Linked DNA regions of Mus musculus: all the other regions are linked to region 3. The links are chromatin contacts, called in public promoter capture Hi-C maps. All regions are on one chromosome and are shown on one strand. Each heading gives the region's core, a stretch centred on a gene start, on an enhancer-like site or on the middle of the called end of the contact. The rest is flanking DNA. Distances are from core to core; before and after follow the strand shown.

Region 1 (2,769 bases), core at 110-2,609, 1.0 Mb after region 3:
CTTCTTTTGAAGCAGGGATCCAGTATAGCCCAGGCTAGGCTCATCCTGCCTCAGCGTCCCAAGGGATGGGATCACAGCTGTACAGTACAATGCCTTACAGCAAACATCCTCCTTGTTGTCTCTAAGGTGTTAGTTTCTCCTTCAAATAGGACCACAGTAAGGTCTATTAACTGTCACCAGCAAGATCACAGCTGAGCCTGAGTGAATTCAGGCGCCAGCAGTCAACACCACGAATCACCAAGCCCTCCACTCTTCAAGGGGGCTACATCACAGCTGGGCTGGGTACAGTGGTGGGGTCTGTAACCCCAGCAATGAGAGACTGTAGCAGGAACATGAGTTTGATATGACTCTAGGCCACACAGGAAGACCCTATCTTTAAAAGAAAAAATAATGTTGGGTATAGTAGTAAGTCTGTCATCCTAGTATTTGGGGTCAGAGCCTGGAGGATCAGGAGTTCAAAGTCAGCCTCTTATACATGAGATCCTGTCTCCAAAGCAGGCATTTGGGGCTGGAGTTGTGTTGGCAGAGTCCCTGCCTGGCATGCACCAAGCTCTTAGTTCCATCCCTGGTGCTGTATAAATGGGCTTGACTGTGCACACCTGCCATCCCAGCATTAGCAGTGAAGGCATTCGGATGAAGCCTTCAAGATCACCCACAGTATAGAGTTTGAGCTAGGACCCATCAGACACTGTCTCAAAGCAACAACAAAACACAGAAGGAGTTAGACCCGACTTCCTGAGTTCTCCCACTCCTTATGTTAACACTGCAACCTGCTAGGCGATGGGAGGTTCCACTTAGCAACTGTCGCTCACGTCTACCAAACTGCACAGGTGTTTAATCCCTGTACATAAAGAGAAAGACACCAAAGCTTTGGCAGGGAAACTAAGACATCTGCTCTAGAGGCCCTTGCTAGCTGTCCAGGTTGGGGATGAGATGGAAAGAGCCACCGGGTGGGTGGCCTAAGTGTCCTGGGCCTCTCCCCTGTCCCACTCTGTGCTTCGGGGACATCAGCCGGGTTTCTGCAGTCAGCTTCCTGAGGTTGGAAGATACACAGGCCTCAGCGTTCCCGACTATAATCAGGGACGATAGCAGGAGGCCTGCAACTTGCTATGTAGACCATGCAGAACTGTGTAACGTGAATTCAAACATGCTTCGGCCTAATGCTAGACACCGACATTACCGAGGGCTGGGATCTGACCTATAGGTCTCTACGGTCCCAACGCCTCTCAACACTAGGCTTGGGCTCCAAGGTCCCCGCAGCGCCAGCTCGGAGCCCAGGACTACGCCACTCTCCCGACCGCAAGGGCTTCACTCACCCGCCAGCGCCGCCATCTTGGCCTCGGCCTTCAGACAACCTCTGCGGTCCGTCCTCCAAAGAGTTCCGGTTCTAGTCCAACGCCCAAATAGACACCAGCGGAAACCCGCACCACAAGCCGAGTGGTTCTGACCCGCTTTATACCTGTGGTCGCGTCCGCGCAGAGTGCGCCACGGTCGTCCTGTGACAAACAGGAAACAGCGACAAAATAAAGAACTTCCACTTTATTCAGTATTAGGGAATGAAAAAGTCGCTGTGGTCGTCCCTGGGTGGGCTCGAACCACCAACCTTTCGGTTAACAGCCGAACGCGCTAACCGATTGCGCCACAGAGACGACATTAGTCAGCTGCTTATAGTATAACCCTACAAGGTTTGACAGACAAATTGTGAAGTGCGCTTGCGCGCTAAAGCAATGGCACGGGGCGGAGGGAGGGTGTTACCGACAAACAGCGCGTCGCCGAAATAGCTCAGTTGGGAGAGCGTTAGACTGAAGATCTAAAGGTCCCTGGTTCGATCCCGGGTTTCGGCAAGTGTTTTTAACTCATTGATGAACCTGTCTTCCGTTTTTGAGATTTTTGATTCGTTTTGAACCACAGTCTTGAATTAGTCCAATCCAATGTTGAACTTTTACGTTCTATTTACATATTAGCAATCAGTCCTGCATTCTTCCAATTAATAGGTCTAAAGCCATTACTGACTATGAAATGTAAAAGTATCGGGGTGAATTGTTTACACACCTGTCAGACTAGCACCCCAGAGAAGCAGGAGGATGTGTACGAGGACAAGTTCTTCCTCTCAAAAAGCCAAAATTATTATTGTTGTTGGTAATGATGTTGTTAAGTAACTTTTTTTTTTTTTTCTTTTTTGGTTTTTCGAGACAGGGTTTCTCTGTATAGTCCTGGCTGTCCTGGAACTCACTCTGTAAACCAGGCTGGCCTTGAACTCAGAAATTCACCTGCCTCTGCCTCCCAAAGGTAACATTTTTTTAAAATGGCTCAGCAGAGCATTGGTTCCTCTTTCAAAAGAATGGGAATTCAATTCCCAGCATCCCATAACCTTCTAAAACTCCAATTCATGGGTCTCTGATGGCTCTTTTGATCTCTCCAGGCACCAGGCATGCATGCAGTCAAAACACCCACACATAAAATAATAAAGTAAAATGAATAAATGTAGGTGGTTAGTGAGCACTCTCTCCTATCACGCAGAAGACCCTGGTTCCACCTCGGCACCACATAAACAAGGCATGTGTGGCGTGCCTGTCATTCCAGCCCTGGGGAGGTTGAGGCAGGAGAGTTAGGAGTCCTTGGCTAGACAGCAAACTCAAGGCCAACCATGATAATGAGAATGATAAAGGTCTGAACTGGTTCAGTGGATAAAAGCAGTTGACTGCTGCTAGACCTGAGTTAGATCTCTAGATCCCACAAGGTGGCAGGAGAGAACTGGAGTCCGAAAGT
Region 2 (3,193 bases), core at 343-2,842, 1.1 Mb after region 3:
GTGTTAATCAAACCCACATGTGACCAGTGTAGCTGGCGGGCCGTGGGGGTAGGGGGCCCACTGAGCGATGGTCCTGCCAGGTTGCTGAGAGGACCTGGGGTCCCTGCCCTCAGCCCAAAGGAGCTGACCTCACAGCTCTGCCTTGATGGTAGGGGACAGAGAGCTCCCACTCCCACCGAGAGACACTGTTGGCCCTTGTGCCACAGCTTGCCTCAAAGACCACCTTTTTTTTGCAACTTTCTGTTGATGGATCAAGAGGGCAGCTTGGCTGATCCATCAACTAAGTTCCTCACTGGCCAGCCTCGGACACATGGGGACTCTCGATCTATACTGCACCCAAGCCTTGGAACCCCAAAGCCTATCTCCCAAGACACCCTCCAGCATGCCCCCACTTCTGAGACCCTTCTGACCCGGAAGGTTCTATGCTTTCCAGAATGTGGTCAGTGGCTGTAAACTTTTTACTCAGCCTGTAACAGTGGCTTCTGCTGTGTCCCCTGACTGTACCCAGTGCCTGGCAGGGTCTGACCCATGGGGTGCCACCAAACAGACAGGCAGGACCCGGTGCCTTGCTGGGTGTGGCAGGCTGGGTACCACCAGGGTCTCCAGCCCTAGCACCAGTTCTCTGGGCATGACCTTGAGGCAGCCCCTCCTGGCTCCTGCACCTCAGTTTCCCCCCGCAGCTACAAAGGTGGAAAACGATAAGCCTAGGCTGCACCCCTCAAACTGACCTCCGTCGCTTTGGTGCCTGGTCCCCTCTGTTCCTCTAAAGTGTCTGGGGGATTGGAGCACCCCTTGGAGTGAACGAGTGAACATAGGGGTAGAAAGGGGATTTTGTAACTTCCCCAAGTTCATCTGGAGAACCAAAGACAGGACTCTCAGAACCTTCTCAAAAGAGCCAAGTCCGGGGATTCCTTGGGTGGAAGGGAAGTCCCCAGGGATATTTGCCAAACCCTCAGCCCTCCAGGGTGCTCCCTCCTCCAAGAGGCCAGGGGTTCAAGGGTGTCCCCCAAGCAAGTACAGAGAAGGAACTCCTGAGTCTGAGGGTGCAGAGGGCTTCCCCCAAAGTCCAGGAGCTCTTGGGGGAATACTAGGCACCCCCGAAGTTCAGGAGGAGGTCCGTGCGCTGCAATCCCCAGGGCTGGGGCCTCTTGGGGTCCCCGGGGGTTCCCCCAATCAAGCTCACCTGGGGTTGCTACGGTTCCAGTAGACTGCGTATCGGTCAGCGTTGGCCCGGGCCGGGTCCTCGTTGCGCGCACGCAGCGGCAGCAGCAGCAGCAGCAGCGGCAGCAGCGGGCGCTGCGCGGGCGCCATGGCCCCGGTGCTGCCGCCGCGCTCGCTCCCTCGCTCTCCAGCCGCCGCCTGGCCCCGCCGTCTCCGCCTCCGCCTCCGCCGCCGAGCGGGCGGAGCGCCGCGCGCGCTTGGAGATCTGCCGCCCCGCCTCTGCGCGCGGCCCCCGCCGTAGACCGCGGGCGCCGAGAAACCAGGCGGCGGCGGCGGCGGCGGCGGCGGCGGCGACGGCGGCGCGGGGCAGAGGCCCGAGCGGTGCACTGCGCAAGGCGCTCTCCCGGGTTCCCCGGGCGCGGGGGCTCCCCTCGCCTTTGTCCCCGCTGGAGCGTCTTGGAGGGTCGCGGGCGCCCCCTCCCGCCGCGCCCCGGACCCTCCAAGCCTCTGCCCGGGCCCCGCCCCGGCCAGACTCGCGCAGACTCTGCCGCGGATCCCCAGGGTCCCGCCCTAGCCTCCCGCATCGGGAAGGGGACCCCAGAGCGCTGAGCTTGTGCGGGGGTGGGGGGGCTTTGTGGCCCCACCCTGGGTAGGTTGTAGCGAAGTGCTTGTTTGCGCCGCGCCTGGCATCTCAGTACTTAGGAGGCTGAGGCAGGAGGATTGACGCGAGTTCCAGGCCATCCTAGGCTACAGTGTCAGATCAGATCTGATAAAACAAAGAAGTCGTAGGCCAGTTGTGGTGGTGCACACCTGCCCTCCCAGCATTCGGGAGGCTGAGGCAGAAGGATCAGACATTCAAGGTCATCCTCGGCTACATAGAGGGTTCTAGGCCAACCTGGGCTACATGAAACCGCAGCAGAAAAGAACTAAAGTTCCAAGTCACCCTTTCCTAGCTTTCCATCCTCCTCGACTGTACATCCTTGAGGCCTCTGGGAGTCACTTCAGGAACTCTGGGAATCACCCCAATTCCTGGCAGGTGAAAGGACACTCGCTCGCTTGCTCGCTCAGGGAGGGCTTTCCCTACAACACCTAGATCAGAGCTGTGTGAACCAGATGGGTTTGCTGGCTTGTTTTTCACTTGCTGGGTCCTGTGCTTGGTGTTGGGGACCACAGAGCAGTTGGATTCTAAAATGTCCTTCTGTGTGCGGACTGGGAAAAGCTAAAGCTGGCCAGTGTTATTATTACCTGGGACCAAAAAGGCCAGGGTGGCACTGTAGAAATTAGATATGTGGCCTTCTGTGACAAGTTCCCCACATGCCACACACATAAACATGTGTTCACTTGTGCTTGTGTGTACACACACACACACACACACACACACTGGGTGGGCACAGATGTGAAATCTTTACCCAGACCTGGAAGTGCTCTGTCCCCACTCTCCACTGAAATATGTCTCTCCTCTTTGTAGGCCCGGCTTTACTTGGGGACCTGAACTTGGCTGTCAAGGGTATTCTGGGATTTCCAGGTCAAGCCCTGGTGGCACCCACAGGACACAGGGCCACATGTCTAAGCATTCTGCCCATAAAGGTGAATGTTGGGGAGCTGCCCTGTCTGGGACATGAGCACCCCCTTTGCAATGGGGAGGGCAACCAAGAGGGTAGTCTCATCTACTAGACTGTATCTGTTAGGTTCTCAATCACCAGGGCCAGTCACAAGGACACCTAGCAAGGAGGCCACATCACCAGGCCTCATTTGCATGCTGGGGCCACCGAGTTGAGAGCTGCCTGCCGCCAGTGGATTTGAGCAGAAAGCTTTGCCTTCTGTTCTTGTCTGTTGTCTCAAGGTCAGATCCAGAGTGAGGACAGGAACAAAGGCGGCTGTCCCCCACTCTACCTCCCAAGCCTGCCTGTCGCTCCTGAGGACACACAGATGAGGGGAGAGCAGGGCCTCAGAAGGCCTTTTGTTCCAGGGAGCCCTGCCTGGCCACCATAGTGACAGGGAGCCTAGGAAGTCCCATGCCCTCCGCAGGCAT
Region 3 (2,748 bases), core at 186-2,685:
CACCCACGGGAGCCTGTCCAGTCCCGCACGGCCCGCAGTACCTGTGTCTCCGGCCCGGGCAGGATTGTCCGGACGGTCCGCCCGTCCTTCCAGAAGAGTCAGCAGCTCTCTGGGATCCCAGCTTTGGAACCGGATCATCGGTCACTGCACCATCCAGGACTATTGCGCATACACACTCTCAAACGGCCTGCTGGGAAATGTAGTCCTCGAGTCCGCTCTCTCTCCTTCCGGGGACTCGCCAGTGTTGCAGTATAGATAGTAGAGCTCAGGTTCGAATCCCGAGACTACAAGAACGGAGGCGAGGCTCAAACTGGCTTTTCTTTTCTAAAATCGGGTTCTGCATCACTTCAGAGTGTAACGGCTGAGGTAGGACATGGGCAGAAACCAGGGATGGTAAAGAGAGCCATGACTTGAAAATTTGGAGTGCAAAGGAAAAGTGGGAATGGAAGTTATTGAGGACGGACTTCCACTTTGTATCCCAGTAAGGATCTATAACGGTACAATCTAGACTTGAGTTGACACTGGAATTTGCATCACGGTCCTACATATAGATTAGGGACAATGATAATTCCTAAACTTAACTGTGTGATCTAAAAAGAGTTCACCTGGTTAGGTTTGTTAGCAATGAGTCTAGAAGATTCTAGTACTAGTCTATTTATTCTTGAGAGTCTCATGTAGCCTAGGCTGGCTTCAAACTCCTGATCCTCCTGCCTCAGCTTCCTGTGTGCATCCAGCCTCCATTTCTGCTACGAAGCCCCAATCACCAAACCCCACTTTTTTCTATTAGTGAATAGAACACATACGTATCACTATGTAGAGTAGGCTGGCCAGGAACTCACAGGCATCTACCTACCTCTGCCTCCCAAGTGTGGGGATTAAGCTGGGGTTCATCACTCCCATCATTCTCAGCTACCCATATGTTTAAGCCAAGATCTCATATAGCCAAGGCTGACCTCAAACTTGCTGTGTAGGACAGATCGACCCAAACTCCTGATTCTCTTGCCTCCACCTCCACATCACAACTGACTGTCCTAACTTTTAAGCTTTCAAAAATTCCACAAGGGATATAAGCATGATTTTGCTGTGACATTTAAAGTAAATAAAGATCTAAATACTTGTTGTTGTTGTCGTCATCATCGTCTGAGGCAGGGTTTCTTTGTGTAGCCTTGGTTGTCCTGGAACTCAAGCAGTAGCCAAGGTTAACCTTGAATTCAGAGATCCTCCTACCTGTATCTCCAGAGTACTGGGATTAAAGGTGTGCCATCACCATTTGAACTGGGGGCAAGAATTTAATGAAATATTCTTTGAACGGTCGATAGCTACAGAAGTTAAAATTAGTCGTTAGTCGGGCAAATTTTTTTTTAAAGACTACATTTCCCAGAAGGCCGCGGCGCCTCCAACACCTCCAAAGCCGATCTGGAGGGCTGACGTAACACGGAAGTCTGCACGTGCGAGCGGCCGGCCAGCGTCATGGCGGCCGCCCATCTCCTCCGGGCTTCCCGGGTGTGGGCCCGCTGGCATCCCCGGGCGCTCCCGGTCCTCAGAAGACCTGGAGGATTCTCTATCCGGGAATATGCTAAAAAGCCAGGTGAGTTGGCTCCGAAGGAACCAAAGTGGGTACGGCCGGAGCGCTGCTGGGGAGGTGGGGTTCTGAGGATTGACTGCGCAGGCGCAGCGTTACGGAGGCCAAACGGTGCGTGCTAGCGTAGTGAGGCCTGCGGGTGCGCCGCTAGCCTCTACGCTCAGTGCGCAGGCGCGGCCCTTGTGGGACAGGGCGGGACCAGGCTGGGTGTCACGCTTCAACTTTGAGTAAATCACCAAACATAACCAACATCAACTAAGTTATTGTCATTATTTTAATTTAAAAAGTAATGTGGGTGGGCAGGTTGGTTCATTGTGCAAGGTGCTTGCCTGGAAAGCCTTGAGTTTGATCCCCAGGACCCACATAAGCAGGGAAGGAGATGACCAATCCCACAAGCACTGTGACAGTGTACACACCCGTGATAATCATTATTTAAAATTATTTAAAAATTACGCTTTGAGGCGAACGTGATACCTTTAATCCCAGCAGAGAAGCAGAGTGATCTCTGTGAGTTCCAGGCCTGCCAGGAAGACCCCATCTCAAAAATATTTTTAGTGTTTACTTTTTTGTGTTGTTCCAGGAGAGCTACATCATGACATACCCTGTCTTCAAAAAAAAAAAAAAAAAATGTTGCCAAGTTGGCCTAGAGTTACCGAGCCATCTCTCTCTTCTCAGAATTGGTTTTTTGTTTTTTTTTTTGAGACAGGGTCTTATGACTCCCCAGCCTCAGCTCCAGAATGCTGGGATGCCAGGCATGTGCCACCATGTCAACATCACTGAATGGAAGAGGGGTTGTGTAGTATGGGCTGGGCCTTCAGGGCCCACGGGAGTGGGACAGGTCTGTGCCATAACAAGGGACCCTGTTATGCATGGAGAGAGCTGGGGCTGTTGGTTGTTGGAGGCCACACAAAGGAGGGTTGAAGGAGGGCAGAGCTGGGCAGGCTGAAGTGTCCCGTTCTCTCACTGTGCAGTTGGCAAGGGCGGCAAGGGCGGCGTGGCCGCTGAGGCCCTGAAGGACCCCGAGGTGTGCACAGACCCCACTCAGCTCACCACACATGCCATGGGGGTCAACATCTACAAGGAAGGCCAGGATGTGGCCCTGAAGGCAGACTCCGAGTACCCCACATGGTGAGTGTACCACACTGCATAGGAATCCTGACACCCAG
Region 4 (2,924 bases), core at 335-2,834, 1.1 Mb after region 3:
AGATGCCAAAGGCTCCAGTCAGCGTAGGCACGTCCACTTGCTTGACGTTGGCACTGTCAAAGAACACCTGCAGAGAGTGTACACCATGGGGTAGGCATTATCCCATGCCTGCTGTACAGTGGGCACAGAGAGGATGGAATTCTGATGGGACACAGACACTACCAAGAGCTGACATTAGACTCAGCTTGCTCACCTGTGAAATGTCTATGTCTAAAAGAGTGTCTAGAAGAGGTGACTGAAACAGAGGGCAATGCAGTGTAGTGCAGCGTGCTGATCCAGCCCCTGGTATGGGGTTTCTGAGAAACCCAAAGGCTGTCTCACAACCACTCAGGAAGTTGCTATGAGGTAGTCAAAAGTGTAAAACCAACCCAGGCTTACAAATAGCATGGCTGTAAGTTGGTAAAACCTTGGCTAAGGTCTATCCAATTAAGGATATTAGGTCCAGGGCTGGAGAGATGGCTCAGTGGGTAAGAGCACTTCCGAAGGTCCTGAGTTCAAATCTCAGCAACCACATGGTGGCTCACAACCACCCATAATGAGAACTGATGCCCTCTTCTGGTTTGTCTGAAAACAAACAGTTTACTTACATACAATAAATAAGTAAATCTTTAAAGAAAAAAAAAAAAAAGGATATTTGGTCCAGGCAAACCCAACAGGATGAGGAGCTTCGGTCAATCCCAGGTGACCCCAACAGTGGCCAGGCTTCTGTTCTGAGTCCAAATCTCCTTCAGGATCTGGGTCCAGGCAATTTCCAAGAGCTCCAGGTCTGGGTACTGGTGACCCCTATCTGGGCAACAGCTTGGGGACTTGGGGAATCCCCCACGGGTAGAAACTGTGAGCCATGTAAAACCCAAAGGCATTGCTCTGTGCTCCATTGTTCATCCTAGCTCCAAGTGACACCACCTAAGCCTTGAGTAGAGCCTGGGGTTCATATCAATCTCGGGTACAACACCCAAGGACAGGGCCTGAGTGACCACCACCAAGGTGTAGAGCCTAGAACACCCCAAAACAGAAGGGTTTGTGAAGGCAAAATCTGGGTTCCAGATATAGGTGATCCACCTCCCAGAGGGTGGAGTCTTATGTCCAGGTGACGCCCTTAGGGGTGGAGCATGAAGTTTCAGTGAACACTGAGGTCGAGCCCTGGGTCCAGGTGACCCCATCCAGGGGTGAGGTCTGGGGTGGGGGGAGGTTCACAGGGCCCCATGGGGATGAAACAAATGACCTAATACAAGAGAACCTCTTCCACGGGTCAGATCAGGGGCTTGACGAGTCTGGGGGATGTGAGTTCGTACCTGCGTCGGGGAGGCAAAGGTGAAGGACATCTGTCCGGGCCCGGCGGCGGGGGCAGGTGCAGCGGCGGCCTCGGCGTATGTACGCGCCTGAAGCATCAGGCGGCGCAGGCCCGGGTGACGAAGCAGTGAGGCGGGCAACATGGTGGCGGAAAAGTCAGTGGACTCTAGCTTCGCGGGCGGCCGACACACTGGGCAAGCGAGGCGGCCTTCAGGGAGGGAGAAGGACGACGCGCGGTGCCTTCTGGGAGGCGCAGTTCCCACAAGAACGCACGCGCACAGGATTCTCCGAAGGCTGCGCGATGCAGTACGCGCTGAGCATTCTGGGAGGTATACTTTCCCTTGGCCCCACCCCTTGCAGTGATGCCTAGAAGTGGGATCCTCCTATGCCGGGTGGGTCATTCTGGGAATTGTAGTTTTCTTCGCCTTCTAACAGCAAACGACTCTGGGTTCTTGGGATGCGGTTCTTTCTGCAAACGAACATATTCCCTCAGGAGGGGAATGTTTGCGCGGAAATGATATGGGCTTGATATCAGGTGCCAAGCATTCGAGGCCCAGAAGAAGCAAACCTGTAACGTGTTGGAACAGAAGAATTAAAATGTAGAGTGCGGTGACACACTCTTGCAATCCCCGCACTCGGAACAACCTATTTCCAAAAGTGCATCAAATATAGATGGGCAGTGGTGGCGCGTGCCTTTATTCCCAGCACTTGGGAGGCAGAGGCAGGCGGCTTTCTGAGTTTGAGACCAGCCTGGTCTACAGAGTGAGTTCCAGGACAGCCAACAGCCAGGATTATACAGAAAAATCCTATCTCGAAACACACACACACACACACACACACACACACACACACACACATATATATATATGCATATGCCAGGCGCAGTTAATCCCAACTCCCCGGAGGAAGACTCAAGCGGGGCTCCATGAGTTTGAGACCAACCAGGACTACATCATGAGAAGCTGCTAAATAAATAATTAAATTTCATGATGCCCGCTGCGGTGCGTGCTGGGGAGAGGTCGTGCCAGGAAAGAAGTGCACCGGATGGCGGCAGAGGGCGCGCGAAACCTGGAGATGTACTCGCTCTTCTCCGCAGTCCCCTCCCTGCGGGCCTCCGCCCCTGCGTGCCACTGACGCAGGAGCCCGTGCGCAGGCGGCCAAGGGGCCCCACTGACGCCAGTCTTGTCCGCGCAGCCTCGCTCTCGGTCATGACGTCATCACCCTGCCCCCGCACTCACGCAGGTTCCGGCCTCCGCTCAGCTCTTGGTCCCCATGCCCCACCACGTAGGTTCACAGAAAATGCAGGCATAGGCTTGATGGGGCAAACAGAAGGAAAGCCATTAGCTTTGTTGGATCTTAGAGGAGCAGCTGGCAGCTAGAGGGTCGTGGTCACCCTTGAACCAGAGCCTGGCAGATGCAAGACTACAAGCTAGACTACAAACTTATTCTACTAACTAGAGACTCTGGCACGCAGACCTGCTCAAAAGCCAGCAGTCCTGGCCTTAATCAATCTCTATGAGAGACACCTAGTTCCCAGTCTCTATAATCTGGACAGTTTCCCTGGGCAGTGGGCAGCTAGAAACCCCATTCCCTTCCCTACTCCAGCTCTTAAACAGATACACACGCGCGCGCGC
Region 5 (3,074 bases), core at 271-2,770, 1.0 Mb after region 3:
ATAAAATTTAACAGATCCCCTCTTTAAGGTTGCACGCAAACTATGCTGCAGCAGCAAAGCTCACAAGCCCTCCCTGCCTCGGGCCTGAAGGGTGGCTGCAGCACACACCACACTCCACATACCCCATTCCCTGGAAGGACAGGGACAGATGCAGGGTTCTGGCAGAAGCAGCCAGGGCTGTGAACAGAAATGGAAAGATGGGGGAAGGGGGACCAAAGCAGCAGGAAGGACGGCAGGAACAAGGGAACTACCAGCAGAAACAAGGGTTTATGTAGTAGAAGGGATCGTAGAAGCAGGAAAGGTTTTCCAGAGGGATTACAGGCAGCAGAGTTGGGGGAACAGGGTTCCCAGCAAGGATGGGAGTTCATTAAAGCAGGGTGGGGTTTCAGGAGATAACAAGGGCTCTGCAGCGTTATGGGAACTCAGACAACAAAAGATGAGGCTCAGGTAACAAGGACTGGGGTTTGGGCAGCAAATATGTCCATAGCAAAGAAAGAGGTTCAGGTAGGAGTCAGGTAAAAGAGGTGGGGTTTGCAGTAGGGAAACAAAGATGGGGTTCACAGAGGAACTGAGATTCAAGCTGCAGAAACTTGAGTTCAGCAGGAAATATAGGGTTTACAGCAATGAATGGGAGGTCAGGCTAGAGGGAGTTTGGGCGCGGAGACTGCGATTCTGACATGAAACTCAGAGTTCACAACAGGGATAAGGTTCGAGCAGCAAATTGGGGGCTTAGACTGCAGAGAGGGGGTCAAAGGGAAGAAATAAGGCAAGAAATCCAGAATTTTCAGCAAGGACATAAATTCAGGCTGCTGAGACAGGGTACCAAGCAGTAAATTCACGATTCAGGCGGCACGGGGTGTGTGTGTGTATGTGTGTAATGTTGGGTTGATACTGCAGAGGTCGAGGTATCCGGTCAATAAGGGGCCTCCAGCAGGAAACTCGGGGTCTTAGCAAGGACACGGGTTCAGGCTGCAAAAAAGGGGTATAAGGTAGGAAACTCGGGGCTCAGGTTGCAGAAGAGAGATATAAGGCCGGAAATACGGGGTTCAGGCTGCAGAAGATAGGGATCAGGCCGGAAATACGAGGCTCTCGGCAGGGATGGGGCTCAGGCTGCAGAGAAGGGGACTTAGGTCAGAAACACAGGGTTTGCACCAGGAAACGAGGTTCTCAGCCCCCCAGGGGCCTCGGCCGCACGTGGGCCCTGCGCAGAACCGGACGCGGCCCAGCTGGTCCAGCCCAGCCGCCGCCCTTCCCCAGGCTCTCCGCCTGCACCCCGCCCGGCCCTCCCCAGGCCGCAGCGGGCTCACCCACCCAGCCCGCCTGACGCGGCGTCCGAGCCTGAGCGACCAGGCCGCGGCGGTCCCAACGGCGGAAGCCCGCCCGCCAACCGCCGCCGCAAGCCCGCGCGCTCACCGCCTCCGCCGCCGCGCAGATCCCCGCGGGCTAGGGGCGGGGCCTGCCTCACAGCGGCGCCGAGTCCCGCCCGCGCCGCCGCCCAATGGGAACTGCGTACCTGCGCCTCGACCCCGCCCCCCAAGAGCGCGCCACCTCCTGCGGGCCACGCCTCAGCCCATCGGTCACGCCCTCCACCGCCTTCCCTCCTGCCCAACTTGTGGAGTGCGCGGCGAGGGCTCCCCCTGGGCCCGAGGCAGGGTAGACCGGGAGGCCCGCTCCAAGTCCCACCCCCCGCTGCTGGCCAATAAGAAGATGGAGCTCACATCATGGCCCCTCCCACAGACGGCGGCGGCCTCCCTAGACCACGCCTCAGCCCGTAGTCCACGCCCCAGTTTTCCTACATCCTGCAATGGTTCCTGAGACGGAAAGTGGGCCCTTTTTCCAGACAGATTTCCGCCTGCGAGCAGCTATGCGAAGACAGAGGGGGGTTGGGAAGGCGAAGGCCTCACGAGCTCCTCACAGACTTCTAGTACCTTCCAGCTTCCGAAGTAACCCGATTCCCACCCCAGAAGGAAGTTATCCCACCTATGTGGGAAAAAAAAAAAGCCATCCAGTGAGGATGCCCAAGTCCTGAAGTGGAAAATAGAATGTGAGATGGCCTCATACCTAGGTCCCCAAGCATAGTCAGCGACTGGGAGGGAGGGGGGCTGCATCCAGGACCTGTATCCATGGACTTTTCTAGAACTGGAAGTTTCCAGTTTGGCTGCCGACAAATGTTTTTGTTTTTGTTTTTTTGAGACAGGATCTTTCTGTATAGCTGTGGCTGTCCTGGTACTCACTTTGTAGAGACCAGGCTGGCCTCAAACTCTACCTGCCTCTGCCTGCCAAATGCTGGGATTAAAGGCGTGTGCCACCACTGCAGGTGAGGTTCACACTCAAATTCTTAACTAAGGCAGTTAGGCTGCTCACCTGAGCAATGTCACTGACCTGGTCTCTCATGACTGTTTTTCCTTTTTAAAATGGTTTACTTATTCCCATTTCATGCGCATTGGCGTTTGCCTGCATGCATGTCTGTGTGAAGCCATCAGATCTTGGAGTACTACAGGAAGTTGTGAGGGGCCACGTGGGTGCTGGGATTTGAACCTCCATCCTCTGGAAGAGCCATCTCTCCAACCTAAGTGTTTTTCTACTGTGCTTATTACAGATGGAGAACAAGTGTTGTTGTTGGCCACAGAGGTGAGATGACGGGCCTGCACCCTGGGTGTCATTAGGATGGTGGCTTGTGCCACAAGTGACATGGGGTCAGGAATCCCAGGCCCAGAAGCTTAGATGGCAGTACTAGGGTCTCCTGACAGCACTGGCCAAAGTGGGCAGTGTGTGTGTGTTCTAGGCCACTGATTCTCAGGTAATTCTCTTGAAGTGAGGATTGTCACATTGTCACCACCAAGCATTACTGGTCTGCATAAGCTTGGAGGTTATGCGTGGTGGAGGGGATGTGGGTGAGTGGGTGGTGTGAGCGTGTCCGTGGGATGCATGGGATGGCCAGGTCTCTCAGCAAGGTTGGTTCTATAGGTTCACAATTGAAGCAGAAGCAGTGAGCAAAAGATGGTAATGTAAGGAATTAGTTAAACCCAGTCACCAGTTAACCAACCCATTCATCAGTTTAGCCGTTTACTAAT

What was found. Capture Hi-C pulls out chosen DNA fragments and counts their contacts.
Region 1: a contact with region 3 is called in a promoter capture Hi-C map of liver, with 2.8 times the contacts expected there. The contact joins the promoter of Ndufs7 here to the promoter of Mrpl54 in region 3. A contact is called at or near these places in 1 of 39 promoter capture datasets (liver) and 2 of 9 other capture datasets (adipose tissue and liver).
Region 2: a promoter capture Hi-C map of liver shows a contact between it and region 3, with 4 times the contacts expected there. The contact joins the promoter of Efna2 here to the promoter of Mrpl54 in region 3. A contact is called at or near these places in 3 of 39 promoter capture datasets (cranial neural crest, liver and pre-B cells), 1 of 115 datasets of contacts at active chromatin or transcription factors (embryonic forebrain) and 2 of 9 other capture datasets (adipose tissue and liver).
Region 4: a promoter capture Hi-C map of adipose tissue shows a contact between it and region 3, with 3 times the contacts expected there. The contact joins the promoter of Atp5d here to the promoter of Mrpl54 in region 3. A contact is called at or near these places in 1 of 39 promoter capture datasets (liver), 1 of 484 Hi-C or Micro-C datasets (B cells), 3 of 115 datasets of contacts at active chromatin or transcription factors (embryonic forebrain, microglia and pancreatic cancer cells) and 2 of 9 other capture datasets (adipose tissue and liver).
Region 5: a promoter capture Hi-C map of liver shows a contact between it and region 3. The contact joins the promoter of Pwwp3a here to the promoter of Mrpl54 in region 3. A contact is called at or near these places in 1 of 39 promoter capture datasets (liver) and 2 of 9 other capture datasets (adipose tissue and liver).

The regions. Positions count from the first base shown.
Region 1 is chr10:80,248,039-80,250,807 of GRCm38.p6, reverse strand. It overlaps Ndufs7 (NADH:ubiquinone oxidoreductase core subunit S7), which reads right to left and starts at 1,359. Exons shown (of 8, transcript NM_029272.4): 1 at 1,317-1,359. The coding sequence starts at 1,332. It overlaps n-TFgaa3 (a tRNA gene), which reads left to right and starts at 1,772; the gene lies at 1,772-1,844. It overlaps n-TNgtt7 (a tRNA gene), which reads right to left and starts at 1,649; the gene lies at 1,576-1,649.
Region 2 is chr10:80,177,881-80,181,073 of GRCm38.p6, reverse strand. It overlaps Efna2 (ephrin A2), which reads right to left and starts at 1,592. Exons shown (of 4, transcript NM_007909.3): 1 at 1,184-1,592. The coding sequence starts at 1,311.
Region 3 is chr10:81,265,613-81,268,360 of GRCm38.p6, reverse strand. It overlaps Mrpl54 (mitochondrial ribosomal protein L54), which reads left to right and starts at 1,435. Exons shown (of 3, transcript NM_025317.2): 1 at 1,435-1,588; 2 at 2,554-2,710. The coding sequence starts at 1,471. It overlaps Apba3 (amyloid beta (A4) precursor protein-binding, family A, member 3), which reads right to left and starts at 189. Exons shown (of 11, transcript NM_018758.2): 1 at 42-189.
Region 4 is chr10:80,140,975-80,143,898 of GRCm38.p6, reverse strand. It overlaps Atp5d (ATP synthase, H+ transporting, mitochondrial F1 complex, delta subunit), which reads right to left and starts at 1,584. Exons shown (of 4, transcript NM_025313.2): 1 at 1,293-1,584; 2 at 1-67. The coding sequence starts at 1,433.
Region 5 is chr10:80,225,044-80,228,117 of GRCm38.p6, reverse strand. It overlaps Pwwp3a (PWWP domain containing 3A, DNA repair factor), which reads right to left and starts at 1,520. Exons shown (of 14, transcript NM_023431.5): 1 at 1,414-1,520.